Linked DNA regions of Mus musculus: region 2 is linked to region 1. The links are chromatin contacts, called in public ChIA-PET maps. All regions are on one chromosome and are shown on one strand. Each heading gives the region's core, a stretch centred on a gene start, on an enhancer-like site or on the middle of the called end of the contact. The rest is flanking DNA. Distances are from core to core; before and after follow the strand shown.

Evidence for each region. ChIA-PET counts read pairs in DNA pulled down with a chosen protein or histone mark.
Region 2: a contact with region 1 is called in an RNA polymerase II ChIA-PET map of memory CD8 T cells, with 18 read pairs. The contact joins two enhancer-like sites. A contact is called at or near these places in 4 of 39 promoter capture datasets (cranial neural crest, hippocampal neurons, liver and 1 more) and 1 of 115 datasets of contacts at active chromatin or transcription factors (memory CD8 T cells).

Annotation. Positions count from the first base shown.
Region 1 is chr13:56,147,518-56,153,015 of GRCm38.p6, forward strand. No RefSeq gene overlaps it. Among named protein-coding and RNA genes, the nearest start is that of Macroh2a1, 15 kb to the left of the region's middle. Within about 2 kb of position 4,019, at least 99 of the 459 cell types and tissues checked have an H3K27ac peak or open chromatin away from gene starts, as enhancers often do. A contact at or near this core is called in memory CD8 T cells, where this site is marked.
Region 2 is chr13:56,503,161-56,508,746 of GRCm38.p6, forward strand. No RefSeq gene overlaps it. Among named protein-coding and RNA genes, the nearest start is that of Fbxl21, 17 kb to the right of the region's middle. Within about 2 kb of position 4,156, at least 33 of the 459 cell types and tissues checked have an H3K27ac peak or open chromatin away from gene starts, as enhancers often do. A contact at or near this core is called in memory CD8 T cells, where this site is marked.

The sequences.
Region 1 (5,498 bases), core at 2,769-5,268:
TCACGTCTCTACCTCAGCCTCTCTCCATTGCGTGGGCACTGCTCCTCCGTCCCGCTGTCATCCACGCCTCTCCATCACGCTTATTCGTTCCTCATAGTGGTATTGGAAACTGTGGTGTGTCATACAGTGGTTATTGTTGTTGTTGTTTTTGCCTAAGTAACTTTACATGCAAATGCTTGTTATAATACCTTGATGGTCTCCTTCAAAGTTTCTAGTTTCTGACACACCATAAATACTGGACCATCGCCGAGACTGCTCTGGGATATCCCAGAGTCAGGGTGAAGCTGCAGCTAGGCAGAGCATCCCGGGCAAGTTCCGAGAGAGTTCCAGGCTGCCACAGACATCCCTGTCCTCTGCCGCCCTGAGGTTTTCTGGGTTCAACCAGTGCAGGCTGCAGCCCCACCGGCTCCAGGAGGACCTGCCCTATTCGGTAATGACATCTGGTTCTGCAGGTCTGGCTCCTCCACATGCCCTCGCTGCTGGTATATGGAGTAGATGTTGGGGTGGACTGACGCAAAGTGCTGAATCTGGTCCAGCCCAACCTTCTAGGTGCCAGACTCTCTGCTATGATTTTTTAAGACAGGGCCTCCCACTGAACCAGGAGCTCACTGATTGAGCTAGATTGGCTCACTAGCGAGCTCCAGAGACCCGCCTGCCCTCACATCTGCCCAGTGCGGGGCTGACAGACAGGCAGAGCCTCTCCTGGCTTTTACATGAGGGCTGGGATTTGGCTCTAGGTCTTCACAATTCTGCTGCAAGCGCTTTGCTGACTTAGCCATCTCCTTAGCCCCTAGGTTCGTTTGGTAATTTTCTCACCAGGAAATTATTTTTAATTTCTTTTTTCTTTTCTTCTTTCTTTCTCTGTTTTTGAGACAGGGTTTTTCAGGCTGTCCAGGAACTAGCTCTGTAGACCAGACTGGAACTCACAGAGGCCTGCCTCTGCCTCCTGAGTTCTGGGATTAAAGATGTGCACCACCAATGGCTTCCACCACTGCCCAGCTTCTATCATTCTTTCTATATCTGTGTTTTCTAATCTCTTTCTCTTTTCTCTTCCATCCCAGAACTTCTCTCCTTACTCCCTTCTCCCTCACTTTTTCCCTTTCCCAGTTAAACCATCTTTTTCTAGTTCCACACCTCCTTAAGAAATCATTAAATAAAACGGATACAGACTGTTCTGTATCTATTCTGTATCAGTTTTAGCAATGTGGAAGTTTGGTGGCTACTGGTGCTTTGATACTTTGTATTCCTGTACCCCATGGTTTGGAGTCCTTACTATTACAGCCTCTCCCATCATCAACACCACTCCCCAAAGCCATCATGAGTTACAAGTGGCAAGCCATTCTAACATGTCATGGTCACACAAAGACCGTGGTTTACACTAGTTTACTCTGTTTAGGTGTTACTTATTGCAGTGGTTTTTTACAAAGGTCTAGTGGATGGTGTGTGGTTTCCAATGTCGCATCATGCAAGCAATGTTACTACCTAAAACATCTCAGCCTCTGCCTATTTACCTTCCCCACTCCCACTCTCCAATAATTGGCAACTGTTGAATTTAAAAGCAACAACAAAACAAGCAAGCAAGCAAACAAGCAAACAAAAAACTGTTTCTGAAGGGTTCACTTTTCCAGAATGTTGTCCACTGGATTAAGACAGAAGGTAGTCTTTTTTTTTTTTTTTAAGATTTTAAAATGTTATGTGTATGCGTGCTTTGCCTGCACGCATGCATATGAACCATGCAACCAGTGATGGGAGATTCATGCAAGCATCGGATCCCCTGGAACTGGAGTAACAGATGGTTAGAAGCCACCACATGAGTGCTGGGAACTAAACTTAGGTCCTCAAGAGCTCTTAGCTCCTAGCTTCTGAGCCATCTATCCAGCCCCCAGACACATTCAATAAACGAATGAAGTCTATCTTGCAAATGATGTCTTCTATAGGTTGTGCCTCTGGTGTTGTTTCTAGAATCATTGCCAAGCCCTGCTCACCTAGGCTTTCTTCTTTAATATCATGCAGGGATTTTTATATTTTTTTGTTTTACATTTAGAGTCTGTGACCTATTTCACCTAGTGTTGTAAAGCATCCAAGGTCTATGTTGGGGCGCATTGCTAGGCGCATAAGATTACTGTGTCAAAGTCCAGTAATCCACACTCCTGTGGATCTATTTCTGGGCTGTCTGTTCCTCCCACTCAGCCATTTGTCCGTTCTGCCCCTAGACCTCCTGTCTCCATGGCTACGGCTTTCTATGACATCTTGAGCCTGCATCATACTTCACCTCTGTTGGCTCTCACCCAGTGCTGCCCATTCTGGGTCTTTTGCTTCTCCATGTAAATTTTAGAATCAGCTTGTTGACACACTCAAAATAACTTGCTGAAAATGTAATCTGAATGACGATTCTCCTTCCTTTTTAAATTCCCGGGAAGATTTGATATTATATCAGTTGTACTAGATTCATTCTTGATATATAAACTTGACAGAAATTAACGGAGCTGTCTGGAGTTTTCCTTGGTGGAAAGATTTTGAATTACAAGATCCATTTCTTGAGTAAAGTATTATTTAAATGATCTAGTCTTAGTTTATTTAAGTTATCTTATTAAAATTATCTATTCTTAGTCAGTCTCGATACTTACTTTACCAAGAATTAATTCCTTTCAGTTGAATTTTTCAGTCACCCAAATTAAATGACTGAGATTATATGCTTTCCTGTTTTTATCTAGTGCCTCTTTTAATTTTTTTTTTCTTTTTCTTTCTGGAGATAGTGGTTCTGCAGCCCAGGCTGGCCTGAGCTAGAGTTGGTTGTGAGCAGTCATGTGGGTTCTCTGCAAGAACAGCAAGTGTTTTTAACAGCTCCCCAGCCTCCAACTCTAGGTTATTATTTGTAAAGCACATATTTGACGTTTGGCACATCAGAATTTTGGTGCTTTTTTCTGGCTTACTTCTAACACACACTAATAACAGGTGATCATAAGCACAGAAAACTGTTGAAGTTCTTTTGGGCTCAGCATATGGCTCTCCTCTGTTAAAATGTTCATATCCACTTGGCAATAATTTGAATTTTATTATCACTAGGGACATGTTTTATATATCAATTAAGCCAGGTCTATTCGTTATAGTTTTCAGATTTTCAATGTCCTGGCTGATTTCTTGTCAGGTCTGGAGTGAGATGTGTGGAAGTCTTGTATTCCAAGTCTTGATTGGTCCATCTGTCTTAATTCTGTCTGTTGTGACTGCATCTTTTGATGCATTAGATACATTTATGTATGTGTCTGCATGTGCTTACATACACATATAACATGATTTGCATATGAACACATTAAACCTATATTGTGAGCTATGGACAGGCTAGGACTGTGAATTTATTAGGAAATGAATTGTTCTACACCATTACGAAATGGTCACTTTTCTTCTTTAAAATGTATCTTAAAATCTATTTATCTAATATTAGAATTTTTACATCTCCTTTGTTTAGACTTTTAGATTGCATCTCCCCCATCCCCACCCCTAATTTTCTATGCTCCTAAAAAGATTCTGGGACAACATGGAAAGTCAAGAGTTAACTCTGTAGAGTCAACGTTCTCCAAAGGGAATTACTGGTAATTATCCCCAGCCTCCAGGCCTGAAAAAGACTGTTCAGTCTCAGCCCCTCTCTCATGTATGCTCCCACTTCTCTTCCTTGTCTCTTTTCTCCTTGTAGCTTCCTTGAGGTCATATCTCCTGATTCAGGTCTGCTTGTAAGTGTCTGTCTTGGTCTATCTTTAGGAAACCTGACCTAAAATCCTCTCTTTCTGGAGCTGTGGATATGAGACCCCAATTGAAAACCCAAGCTGCGTATTGAATACTCTTTTGGCTGGGGTGCTCATCAAAAGTTCTGCTAAGCCGCTGGGCTATACACTGAACTCGGGAGTTCCCATCTCTCTTTCATCTTGCTCTACAAATCTTCAGTTGCTCTTTGGTGCTGTTAAACAGGCTGAGCTTTTTGTAGGTATTTTTAGCAAGGGCTCGTTATGGGGGTGAGGGGAAGCAAGCTCCCATTCCAGGAAGCAGAACTCGCAGCCTTCGGTTTTACTAGGAAACCACAGAGTGATGTGGAAGAAACTGTTTTCTTGCAGGTCCGTGGCTCTGCACGACATGTGTGCTCTCTTCCCCCACCCTGACCCCGTGTTTTCATTTTCCAACAGCTACGTGTTTAGAAGTTTTGGTAGCAGGTAGCATAGTTATTACATAACCCCTGCAGCTAAATCTTCCAGCTACTGAGTTTTTATACGTGCAGAAAAACATACAGGTAGGGTAGCCCTTGGAACAACGATGGTGCGCGCGCGCGTGCGTGTGTGTGTGTGTGTGGGGGGGGGGTGTGGGGGTGTGTGTGTGTGTGTGTGTGTAAGTGGGAGCCAGGTGTCAAAGAAGCCTTCTTAGCTGTCCCCTCCCCATTTATCCAAGAACTCTCTGGCCACCGCACTGGAATACCTGCCAGAGGGGTCCCACCCTTTCTGCAGTTACTGTCTACTTCAGTTACGTGGTATCGCCCCCTGGTGGTTAAGAACGGTCAAGCCCTTTATTAAGCGGCTCCAGAATGCCGCTGGTCTAAGTGAGCTCTCTGTCTGCAATGGGAAGACAGAATTTTTAAGAGATGCAAAGACATAAGACAGGATATTCAGCTCTTAATATAACAATGAATTTCTCCCTCTGGATTCACAGCTTTGGTCACCTGAGAGCTAGACAGTGACCAGTTCTTTTGTGAATTCTTTGTTTTTGGTTTTTGTTTTGTTTTGTTTTGGTTTTTGGTTGGTTGGTTTTTGTTTTGCTTTAAAAGTCTGGGGCAGAGAGATGACTCAGTGGTTAAGAGCACTTGCTGCCTTTGAAGGAGACCTGAGTTTGGTTCCCATTGCCCACCTGACAGCTCACCACCTTCTAAAACCCCAGTTCCAGGGTATATAAAGCTGTCCTCTGGCCTTGGGGGACACCAGGCACACATATGGTGCATATGCATGAAAGACCTTCATACACATAAGAAATAAAGATAAATCTTTTTTTTAAGTCAATAGGTTGCAGGTTGAGAGGTCACTATGTTTTCTGGGAGACTTAAAATTTTGTGGGGTCTGTCTCTAAATAGACAGTGCAAGTGGGTTAGCGCATAGGATGTGTGTGCCTCATAGTGGAAGAGCTTATGTGTGATGGGGTAGGCTTTGTTGCTGTGCACCTCACACCTTACTCCTTGCTGGTCCATTTGTCTCTTTGTTTCTGGTCAGGTAACACCCCCAAATGGCTCTCCTCCAGATGGTTGCTTTGAGCCCAGGTTCTTTTCAGTCTATGGCTTTGTGCTTCTCTAGCACATAAAAGAGCTTTCCCAGGATGTTAGAGAAGGTAACTGGGGCTGTGCAAGACAGTGGTATGAGCCAGACTTGGAATTCACACTCACCACTGGTGACCTCTTTGAGCATTCTATTGGCGAGGATTCACTGTATGGCTGCACCTGCCCACAAGGGAGGCTGGGAAATGTAGTT
Region 2 (5,586 bases), core at 2,906-5,405, 360 kb after region 1:
TACTCAGACACATGTCACAGACTCAGATGTTGTCTCCAGCCTCAACAGCTGCATGGATCACGAACTCATGCTGCAAGCATGAGATGTTTCTGTATGAAAAAATAGCTAGTCACTATTGCTCAACACCCAGGTGTAGCAAGTTGATTCCTTCACTGTATGTAGATCCAGTACACAGATGGAAGGCTGCCCTCTGCACTGATGGCTGTGTTGTGAGGCTAGCTGTCCCGGGCCAGAAATGCAGAGTAGGAGGAATTCAAGTTGGAAGCCTACCTCATCTAGTGCCAAGACATTGTGAGAAGAGGGACAGAATGGGGGACAGAGAGAGGCACAGGGTGACTGTCTTCACTCTCCTAGCCCTAGTCAGTCAGAGGAGCTATGCTATGAATCTTGAGAAGAAGAGGCGTATGCTTGCCGATTTTGCTCTGAGGGCCCCTGCATTAGGGTTCTCTAGAGTCACAGAACATATGGGATATCTCTGTATATTGAGGGAATTTATTGTGATGACTTACAGTCTGTAGTCCAACTCGCCAACAATGGTCATCTGCGAATGGGAAGTCCAAGAATCTAGTAGCTTCTCAGTCCCACGGGGCTAGTTGTTTCAGCTGGCAAGTAAATTCAAGTAGGCACAGAAGAGCGAATCTTCCTTCTTCCAATGTCCTTATGTAGGTCTCCAGCAGAAGGTGTGGCCCAGACTACAGGTGTCTTAATCCTTGCCTTAATCTCCTGAAATTAAAGGCATGTACTACCTTGCTTAGGGCCTAAGCTTTTCATGGCCACTGTGCCTCAAGATCTCCATGCCAAGATCCAGGTCAGAAACTTGTGTCTTCCAGCCTCAAGATCTGGATCACAGGTGAGCCCTCCAATTCTAGATTGCAGTTCATTCCAGATAGAGTCAAGTTGACAAGCAGGAATAGCCACTACAGCCCCCAAGAGGCAATTATCCCCCATTTAATCATTATGCCATCCACCTAGGCATTGGGAAAGAGGTGGTAGCAGCATGTCTGAGTAAATTCAATGGTATAGTCAGACAGAGTCAAAAGGAGGCTGGAGCTAGGCAAATCTTCCTTCATTTTCCTGCACAGGGACAGGAGTCAGAAACCCCTATGTTACCAAAGGTTTTCTATACTTCATCCGGGTAGAAATTTAGCAAGCATCCTATATAAGGGACAAGATACCTTGGCCCACAGAGATAGGAGCTGGGTTGAGGTGTGACAGACACCAACAGGTGTAGTGGTCCATCTTGTATGAGCTGTGTCAGTCAGAGACCCCCAGGGATATCAGCAGGACTCATGCAGTCACAGTTGGCTCCCAGGTCCAGCAGGGAAGGTCAGTGGGCAGAGCAGCGAAGATCCAGAGTATGTGGCGGGAGAAGACCCTAAGACGCATGACTACTCCCTCCACAAAGGGTTCCATAGGCTCCTACCATCACAGGGAAGGGGAGAGGGGAAGGCTGGATGCTGGAGAGCTTGTGCCTTCCTTGACCTAAGCATCCCAGGCTGAACTAACTCCAGTGCCCTAACTGACATCTTTTCCACCTCCATCTCCTAGTGGGTCGGGAATCATGGGAGGATCCAAAGTGCAGGTACAGCTTTGTGCTTTGGGATCACGTTTACTGAAGCTGTAAATTTCCTCAACGGACACAGGTACTACTTTGGCTTCTAACATGATGCATGGTTTGTTCGTTGTAGCCTGAGCTAAATATTTCATCCTTTCCCCCAAAGAAAAATCCCAGTTTCCCTAGCTCAGCCATGGCCCACACTGCTCCCCTCAAGCCTAAGGCCCACTTTGATATTTCACCTACCAGCCGTCTCTACCTCTGGATGTGGCCAAAATCGTCCACTTCTCCCCTCTACAACAACTAATCCTTGTAAACATTGCGGCAACACACACCCTTGCCTTCGCTCTGGAGGTTGCTTCCACCTGGCATGTTGTGTGCTATGAAAAAGAGATCTCTTTTAAGAGCTGGGGGTGCGGGACTCAGTTGTCAAGAGTTCCGCCTCCAGCACCTCATGCCTGTGACCTCAGCTCTCGGGAGGTGGAAGCAGGAGGACCGGAGTTCAAGGCCATCCTGAGCTGTATAGTGAGTCCGAAGCCATTTTGTCTCATCAAACAGTAGAGCCTCTTCTTTGTATAGGTAATAATCCCTGTGTTGAATATAGAACTTACAGTGTAGGCAAGTCGTAGATCTTGGCCCCTACTGACCCCCTATGCCTGATACCCTTGCATAGAGTTCAACCTAGGACCACATAGATAGCCAGCAGCCCTCCCCTCTCCCACTGTGACACCTGTGAAAATCAGGGTTCCTCACTCTGGTGAAGATCCTTGACTCAGAAGCCAGACTTGTAGCTTCCCACCATGGCCTGTGATGATGCCTTTCCTGGTCTAGCCTCTGCTTCCTTCCCCATCCTCATAAATTCTCCTCACAACTGATCCCCTTTCCTCTAACACAATGCCAGTCCCTCCTGTTTTGCTCTTGTTGTTCTGTGGGACTGGAATAAACGGCTTGACTCCTTCCTGTCCCTTGGGTCAAGCTGGGATGACATGTCCTCAGTAAGGACTGACCTAAATAGCACAGTTAAGCTGACCCCCCTCCTGCAGCCTCTATCATATTACCTGCTGTTTCCCTAGTGACACTTATCGGCCTCTGAAATCAATTTCCCACTCATTCGTCTGTCTGTACGTCACTTCGTTCTCTTTCTCTTCCGCAGAGATAAATGCTCCAGAGGTCAGAAAGGAGTCTGGCCCCGCTCTTGCTTTCAGAGTCTTGATCAGCGAATGGCACGTGTTGCTGAATGGCACCAGGTTAATGAATCTGCGGTTAAAATTGCGTATGGTGCTATTGTGCGCATCTCATAACGAGACGGCAGGTTGCTAACCAGCAAAGTCAAGTCTTTAGAATTTCTAGGCAGTGCTGCGATGTGCAATGAGAAGCCCATAGACAGAAGAATAAACGCCAGGAAATGAAAAACAATTTGCTAGGCAGTTAGCCTTGCATTCGAGTCCCCAAATGGAAACAAACATGGCAGGTTGATGCTAACACCATTGGTGGCTCTTACCAGATGTCATAACTCCATTTCCCAGAACTTCAGATAGCCAAAAAATAGCTATACCATTATGCGCTTGGAATATGAAACTGTTGAAGAATGTTTGTTTATTTGCTTGTGTGTCTTTGTCTGCGTCTACACACACACACACACACACACACACACACACACACACCATGGCATGCATGCTAAGGTCAGAAGACAGCTTGTAGGAGTCAATGCTGTTTGTCTACCATGTAGGTTACCAGAATCAAACTCAGGTCATTAGCTTTGGTGGCAAGTACTCTCACCTGCTGAGCCATCTCCTAAGCCTTACAAGAAAGTATCTTTAAAACTCATTTATGACTGAAATTAGATTTCTTTTCAGTATGTCCCCATGAAGATTTTTACATAAATAAAACCTCATTTTTATTTGATATTTACAAGTTTACTGAGGCTTGTTGATTGAACAGTACATGATATATCATGGAGAATGTTGGCTATAGTTCTAAAAGTGAGGGTTTTTTTTTAGTTTGGGGTGCTCTCTAGAGATTTACTATACCTATCTGTCTTGATAAGAAAAAGCATCATTTTAATGTAATTTATATAATATAAATGGTAGCAAAATGGTTTCCCTTTTCCTCGCTCATAATGCCTGCATATAAAAGGATGGGCAAGCCAACTCTCAGCATGTGTTTATATCTGTAAAGAATCACTGGACGTATTGCTTGTCATGACTGAATTTAAAACTAGAAAATGGCAAGTTTTAAAGTGGTCGCCTGCTTTGACAAAGCTATGCAAAACACACTCTTTTAGTGATCTGTTTCTGGCACCCAAACATTTTTTTTTGTCTCAGCACAAGTCTTCTGCATCCTGTTTGTGGTTTGAAAGGAAAAAAATCTGATCAGAGAGACTGATACAGCTCATACTAAATGATTGTCAGAGCAACCTTCCCACCTCCTCCTCCTCCTTCTCAAACATTCGAGTTTGTAAAAACTCTATTCACTGTGTCACTAAACCCACCGAGTGCCCACACTTTCACATGATTTGCCCCAACATGGAACCTCTGAAAATCTGCTGTCTACACCGCCATAGACCTGTCATAAGCAGTTCATGGAATTGGCATGATGAGGACTGGTATCAAGAGTCACTATCTTCTGTTACCTCATTCACTCCTAATCTTCAAGCCCCTGTGGTCTGAGGTTTCTCTTGCAGTTTCTTTTGTTCAGTTTAAGAAAAAACAGCTGCTTGGCAGACAAGCCTCATGACATCCTTTGAAGTCTTGTAAGATACTCGTTAGCAAATTATAAGGTCTGCTAAACAAAGGAAAAACTGTTTACTGGAAACTTGCTGGATTTCTCTTCCTTCAGTCCTCTCCCTAGCATCCCTCTCCCTTCTTCCTCTTCCCTCCCTTCCAATATTATGGCCTAGTGATTTCCTTCCAGATAAAACCTTCCATCTTGGAGGAAAGCTCCTTTAGACACAGGGAGGGGTGAAACAGTCCAAGCAGTAGGAAAGCTTGCTTGCTAAGCTAAGCTCAGGAAGAAAACAACTCAATAGCTTTAGGAAGTCCCTGAAACTGACCAGATTTACTAGGTCCCTCCCTCCCCTAGAGGTATGTGAATAGTAAGGCCTCCAAAAAGTCACCCAGACCAAGCAAGCTACCCTAAAGAGACAGAAACCAGCCCACTGCCTAAAAGACTCAACCTACCTTCCCAGCTGAGCTGCCCAGCAGTGGTTCCAGTCAACTGAACTGAAAAAGACTCTCCAACCTCCTAAACTCTCTTTGGTAGAACAAGAGCTCCAACAATGTAGCTTTTCATGAACTGTTGCTCAGGCTGGGTGGGCTTCTCAGAAATGCACCTGCCTCCGAGTTAGCTAGGTGATTGTAACTAACCCTGACAAGTTCACTGTGCAATGTTACACTTGGAATTACCTCATTCTACCATTTATGGGGAGAATTGATAATTGGTTCACATCTCCCCCAGGTACATCACACAATGGTTTCTGTCTTCAAAGGACATGACGTTCTTGTCTGAAGTGAAATGGCTAGATGATGACCAAGCCTGAGCTGAAATTCCACACCTCCTACTCAGGGTTCTTCTTGCGCGCGCTCGACTCGACCAGCAAGAACGACGCTGCAACAGGATCCTTCTGCACACGTTTATTGGGAGAGCTTGATTGCAGAGGCGAAAAGACTTTTTGCCCAGAGCTGGTGCTGCTTTTATAGGCCTAGGAGAGGCGTGTCTCATACCCTGATTGGTTATGCACTAAGCCTCATTTGCATGTTCCTCATCTGATTGGCTACTCTCTCTCAGTACCTCACTAATCCTCATTATCATACCTCATTTGCATGTCTCACATCCGATTGGTTATACTCTCAGTACCTTACAGAACCTCATTATCATGCCTGGGCCAGGCAGTGTTTTTGCAAAAAACTTTACTGCATATGTACACATTGGTTGTTTGTCCAATCTTATGCATGGTGGCCAGCAGTAGTCAGTGCCACTCAGCAACGGCACATGTGGCTTCCCACAGGTTCTTTATTCTCCATGGTCCCCAT